Linked DNA regions of Macaca mulatta: region 1 is linked to region 2. The links are chromatin contacts, called in public Hi-C maps. All regions are on one chromosome and are shown on one strand. The core of a region is the stretch at or near the end of the contact, and the rest is flanking DNA. Distances in the headings are between cores, read along the strand shown. Region 1 holds the start of TMEM50B (transmembrane protein 50B). Region 2 holds the start of DONSON (DNA replication fork stabilization factor DONSON).

Region 1 (2,933 bases), core at 70-2,569, 100 kb before region 2:
TCCCCACCTCAGTCTGATTAAACCTGCTTTTCCAGCGCGATCAATATTCAAGGTAACTTTTGGTTTGCCTTTCAAGAAAGAAGTCTTGCACCACTATCCTCAGTTTAAAAAAAAATGTTTAATGTTTGCTCTACGTTTGAAATGCATGCAGGTTTAAAAGACGAGAAGAGACAAAATGATGAAAAAGTGTGACCGGCCTGAGAGTTCAGAGCCTCTGGAAGTGTCAAGGGATCCACAGTGCAGGTAGGATGAAGAGTCTGAGAGGGGAGGTGGGATCCTCCGAAAAGAGAAAGTCTGGTCTTGGAGCGCGACGATGCAGATGCCACTTCCCTCCCATCCCGTCCCATCAGAGGCCTCCACTCCCTGCCCCTCCGCACCCCCCGACCCAGGCACGCGCAGCGGGGAGCAGCCTAGCCCAGGCCGTCTCACTGCTTTGGTTTTGAAAGGTTACATATTTATTTTAGAATTTCAGCACCTTCTAACGTACTGTTTTAAGTACCTTTAACCAGCTTATCGGCCTAAAACCGAAACGGTCCTACCCGCGACTACCACTGCTCCAGTGACAATGCTCTGCTGCTACTTATTTAACGGGGCCCAAGGCTTACAATTCTCGAAAGAATGTTGTTCCCCTTCCCTTTCCCTTCCCGCCTCTGTACTTGACTCTGGTTAAGTATGAAATCAGAAAAGTGCAGAAAACACGGGCAGCTTCCTAGCAATGGTTCGGGGCAAACGAGAGGGGCGAAGAAGGGCTAGAGCTCCCCCGGGCCCCTCGCTCCGGCCCTGGGAGGGCGTCGCGGCCGCAGCAGGGCGTCCCGAAAACCGTCGCCTCCTTGCCCGCCGCCCGAGAAGGTGAAAGGCACGAGATGGAACCTCTCCAGCCCTCCCCAGGAACGCAACCTGACGGCGCGACAGAGCGGCAGGGAGGCCTCTCCGGGCTGCTTGCGGGTCGCCGCGGCGCCACGGTCACGGCCGGCCCGAAGGGAAGCGGGCAGGGGCAAGAAGGGGCGGCGGGGGTTCCGCGGGCCCGAGTCTGCAGGCCGGCGCCGAGCACAGGGAAAACCTGGCTGGGCGGCGCCACAGCCCCCCGAAGGCCGGGTCGGGCCCGACTAGGGCGCCTCCTTACGCGCGGGCGGCGGGCGCGAACCCCCTAGGGTTGCCTGGCGCCGGAGACCCGCAGACAGGACTCACCCAGCTTCCTCAAACGCTCACGCCGACTTCAGGCGCGCGCGCAGAAAGGACACTGCTGCGCCACAGCCCGGCCGGCGTCCACCGGCTCCACCTCAGCCCCGGGAGCCGGGAGCTGTAGGCCGGCGCGAGGCTAGGGCGCCCCTGAGGCGGGGCGAGGCGCCGTGCGCACTGCAGCGACCAATCGGAGCGCAGCAAGTGGCCGGCGGGGGGCGGGGCGGGACGCGAGGGGGCGGGGAGAGGGCGTTGGCTGGGCGCAGCTGGACGCCGGGCGCTGCTCAGCGACCAATCCGCGTGCAGCAAGTGGCCGGCCGGGGGCAGGGCGAGCTCCCAGCCGTGGGGTGGGGACCGCTGCTCTGCTGGGCTCCCGGAGCCGGGGTCCAGACCCAACTACCTACGGTTGGGGACAGAGTAAGACAGGCGTCTCCTATCCCCTGCGGGTGGGCGACCGCCGCCGGGTTCCCACTGCTGCGTTTCTGCACGCAGACTTGAAGTGCAGTACCGTGAGATCACGTGCGGACGGAACTCGAGACTCGGGGGACCAGGGTCTCCCTTCGCCTATGGCCGATCAGCCTTGTCTGCGAGCTGCCCAGAGTAGGGAAGGTGCTTCGGGAGGGTTCTCGAAGGAAACGGAGGGTCTTTAGAGATGCCTTTTTCTAATCCCCTCAATTCAGAAATTGAGCCCCAGAAAGTTGAAGTTAGTCAACCAGGGCTACTCAGCGACTGCTGGTTACCCGAGGTGATCCTCACAATACAACTAGTCTTCTGATTTTGTTCGGCGCTTTCCCGTCTATTCACGCAGATTTTTGTCTTTTTTTTTTTTTTGTCTTTCTTATAGTCAGATATCTTTTTGTTTGTTTGTTTGTTTTTCTTATAGTCAGGTATCTTTCAGCCTCTTGGATTTGCAACATAACTTTAACAGCCTTTGGAAGCCCCGTCTGAATTTCCTACAGAAATGCGTATAACCATTTAGTTGTTTGGGGAAAAGTTGACCTTTGTTTTTTGGGTGCTTTGTTTGTTTGTTTTGAGACAGGGTCTTGCTGTGTTGTCCAGGCTGGAGTGTAGTGGTGTGATCTTGGCTCACTGCACCCTCTTATCTCCCACGTTCAATCGATCCTTCCACTTCCGCCTTCCCAGTAACTGGGATTACAGGTGCACGCCACCATGCTTGGCTAATTTTTGTATTTTTAGTAGAGACGGGATTTCACCAGGCTGATCTCGAACTCCTGACTTCAGGTGATCCACCCGCCTTCGCCTCCCAAAATGCTGGGGTTACAAGCGTGAGCCACTGTGCCCAGCCAAGTAATTATCAATGGAAATCTAAAAAGCATTTTACTTGAGGTATAATGAAGTTAAAGGTTTTGCATCATGGAATTATCACCAAAAACGCCATCCTGGATAATGTTCTCCTATAGCTCTTATACATGGGCTAGGATCTAGGTGTTCAATAAATATGTGCTGAATAAGTTACTTTTGAAATATGTCACAATGCTGGCGTTCCACCAGAAGAGAGGATGCAGAAGGGAACACTCTCCTCTCTTTAAGAACCTTTTGAAAGGGGCGGGGGTTGCATGTACCATTTTTGTTTTCATTCTGCTACTAAAATAGTCACTTGACTACACCAAATTGCGAAGAAGCCTGGAAAATGGGGTTTCAGTACTAAGGAAGGAAAACTAGATATTAGGGGACAATTAGAAGTTTCCAAATCTCATCACTTATTTGCGGGGGGGGTGGGGTGGGGGAGACAT
Region 2 (3,075 bases), core at 121-2,620:
GTCGGAGCCGCACTACCTCGGGCGGCTTTCGGAAGCTGGGTGAGTAGCAGGGAACCGATAGGGCCATGACGCGAGAAGGCTGAGGACTGCCGGCCGCTCCGCAGAGCCTTCCCGCGCTCGCCGGGCCCGCCCCCGACGTGGCGCCGCGCCTCGCTCCAGTCCCCGACGCGGCCCCGCCCCGCCCCGCCCCGCCCCGCCCCGCCCCCGCCGGTTCCTAGCGGAGCATGCGCAGCTGGCAGCCCGCGAGACCCAGCCCACGGCCGCGATCCCCGGAGGCCGTCAACTCCCACTGTCCTAGCGGTGACCCTGCCCTGGCGCTTCTGCCGGGTCCTCGACAGGAGTCCAATCGCCAGGTTCAGCGACGCTTCTGGAAAGCGTGCGATCCAGGGCGCTGATGTGCACTACCCTGTGGGGCACCGAAATAGCTGAACGCTATTTAAGCCCGCAGCAGGGATGTGATCAGCCCAGGGTTTGGCGCCTGGATGAAAAGGAAACAAACTTGAGCTGCGGCCATGGGCTGCTGCTTCCACAAACTTGAGAGAGGGCAGTGGCTGCTGCTCTCAATAGGCAAGGAGAGGGGACTAGGCCACCTTCCTCAACCCCCAAATAGAGAACTCAGATAAGACGTCAGCACGCTTCCTATGCCAGCGCAGCCTCCCGACAACCTCCCTTCCCCCTTCCCAGTGCCTGGTCATCTCAGCCTTCCAGGCAGCGGCCACTGGCAAGTTAATGAGATCCTCTTCTTTGATCCTGGGGAAAGCCGGAGTGAATGAATAGTTGAAAACACAAAATTTAAGTGCCTATGGGCTAGGTCCTTTAAGACTTCAAAATATACTCAAATGCTTAAATGATGACAGCAAAGACTTAAGGAAGGTGTTGAGAACGGAGTTGACAGAAAATTAATACGTTACTTTGATAGCTTAGCAAAGGCCTGCAACAGCTTTATCAATAGAGTAGTGTGGCTTTTGCTGAAAGCAGTTTTCTTCATGGAAGGAATTTTATAGCAGGGGCAAAATATATAGAAATAATGAAAAGGCCTTTAGAAAATTCCCTTAAGATGTTAATTATAGAATTATCTTGATCATTTGCACAAGAATTTTTCAAACACTTTTCAAATGTGTCAACTGAGCATCTTGTCTTAGCAGGGAAACGTGCTTAAAAATACAACTTGCTTTTCTCTTCCTTGGTTTTTCTCAACAATTTCCAAATAAAATTTTGGCTTCAAATACTGGAATACGTTCATCCGATTGAAGTCTGAGAAAGAAGAAAATTAAAATTGAACAACTTGCTTTTTTCTTCCTTGATGTTTCTGAACAGCTTCCATGGAAACTTTTGCCTCATACAGTGGAATGGGTTCATCCAACTGAGGTCTGAGAAGGAATGAAATTAGAAATGTCAGGTCAAGTTAAAGTAGAACAAATGGGGTGGTATATGACAAATCCTAGTGCTCAAATCTATTACTTTATTAATTTTTTGAGGCAGACTCTGGCTCTGTTGCCCAGGCTGGAGTGCAGTGGCACGATCTCAGCTCACTGCAACCTCTGCCTCCCAGGTTCAAGCGATTCTCATACTTCAGCCTCCTGAGTAGCTGGGATTACAGGTATGCACCATCAAGCCTGGCTAATTTTTGTATTTTTAGTAGAGATGGGTTTCACCATGTTGGCCAGGCTGGTCTTGAACTCCTGGCCTCAAGTGATCCGCCTACCTCAGCCTCCCAAAGTGCTGGGATTACAGGCATGAGCCACTGCACCCAGCCTCAAATCTATTACTTTAAGTAATTCAAACAAATTTGTCCATTAGTGTTTCCAATGTTAAAAGTGGTTAAGTTTTGAAGGAAAAAAAATTATCTTCTTTATTTACTACCTCTTTTTTTTTGAGACGGAGTTTCTCTCGTTGCCCAGGCTGGAGTGCAAAGGTGAGATCTTGGCTCACTGCAACCTCCACCTCCCAGGTTCAAGCAATTCTCCTGTCCCAGCCTCCCCAGTAGCTGGAATTATGGGTGCTTGCCACCAGGCTCAGCTAATTTTTGTATTTTTAGTAGAGACAGCGTTTTGCCATGTTGGCCAGGCTGGTCTCGAACTCCTGACCTCAGGTGATCCACCCGCTTCAGCCTCCCAAAGTGCTGAGATTACAGGGGTGAGCCACTGCGCCCGGCCTACTCCCTCTTTTATAAGTGATAAACATTCAACTTTAAACAAATATACCATGGTTTTCTCTCCTTCAAGCTATTGGTTATTTCAAGTTGCTTTGGGAGGGGTGATGAGGAAAAGCAAAGGGTGAGGTACACTATATAATGGAGTGAGGAAAACTCACAAGCCACTTCTATTTCTGGGAGTACCTACTGGTGTGCCACCAGATACACTTTGATAAATATTAAAGAGCAGCTATTTATCTAAATGAAATATAAGGTCAGTAAAAAAGTAATTACAGTTTCTGCCACTACTTTCAATGGCAAAAACCACAATTATGTTTGCACCAACCTAATAATAAAATATGGAGGCAACAGGCACATGGCGAGAGCTAAAACAAAAGTGGGACTGCCTGCCTTAGCTCCTTGAAAATAGAAAAACAACAATGATTTGGTTACTTTAGCGTACCTGAAAACACCAGTTGATAACTTCTCCATCACATCCTTTAAGATACGTAGCTGGAAGGATTGTTAAGGTGGCAATGTAAAGGAGAATTAAATAAAACCATTCAATAAACAGAGGATGCCAGGCAGATCACTTTCTCTTGTTTCAAGTTTTGTACTCTCAGAGATTCAACATGTTAAGTTAGAGAAATTCTGGAGGACGTCAAGTTTAGCTCCACAGCAGGGAAGTGATTTGAGAGTTGGTGGTGTAACAGAGCCTAAATTTCCAAGAACAAGTGACAAGAGCAGCAACTCAAGCCTGGTGCTTATCCTAAGTGCTCACCACTATTATCTCAATGGATGGGAATGAAATAGTGTCTAGTTTTCATTTCTATATTACATATGGCATTTTAAGTTAAAAACAATTTTAGCACTTACATATCTTAATTTAGATGTACATTTGTTGACCAGGCTGTTTGGTAATAGGCTCAAAATTTGTTTGC

The links. Hi-C and Micro-C count contacts between places; a contact is called where the count stands out from the background.
Region 1: a contact with region 2 is called in a Hi-C map of CD4 T cells, with 2.5 times the contacts expected there. The contact joins the promoter of TMEM50B here to the promoter of DONSON in region 2. A contact is called at or near these places in 2 of 14 Hi-C or Micro-C datasets (CD4 T cells and liver).

Annotation. Positions count from the first base shown.
Region 1 is chr3:13,899,037-13,901,969 of T2T-MMU8v2.0, reverse strand. TMEM50B (transmembrane protein 50B) reads right to left here and starts at 1,319. Exons shown (of 7, transcript NM_001266579.1): 1 at 1,189-1,319.
Region 2 is chr3:13,795,332-13,798,406 of T2T-MMU8v2.0, reverse strand. It overlaps DONSON (DNA replication fork stabilization factor DONSON), which reads right to left and starts at 1,370. Exons shown (of 11, transcript XM_015132987.3): 1 at 1-1,370. The coding sequence starts at 67. CRYZL1 (crystallin zeta like 1) reads right to left here. Exons shown (of 13, transcript XM_077995803.1): 12 at 2,598-2,647; 13 at 792-1,370. The coding sequence ends at 1,356.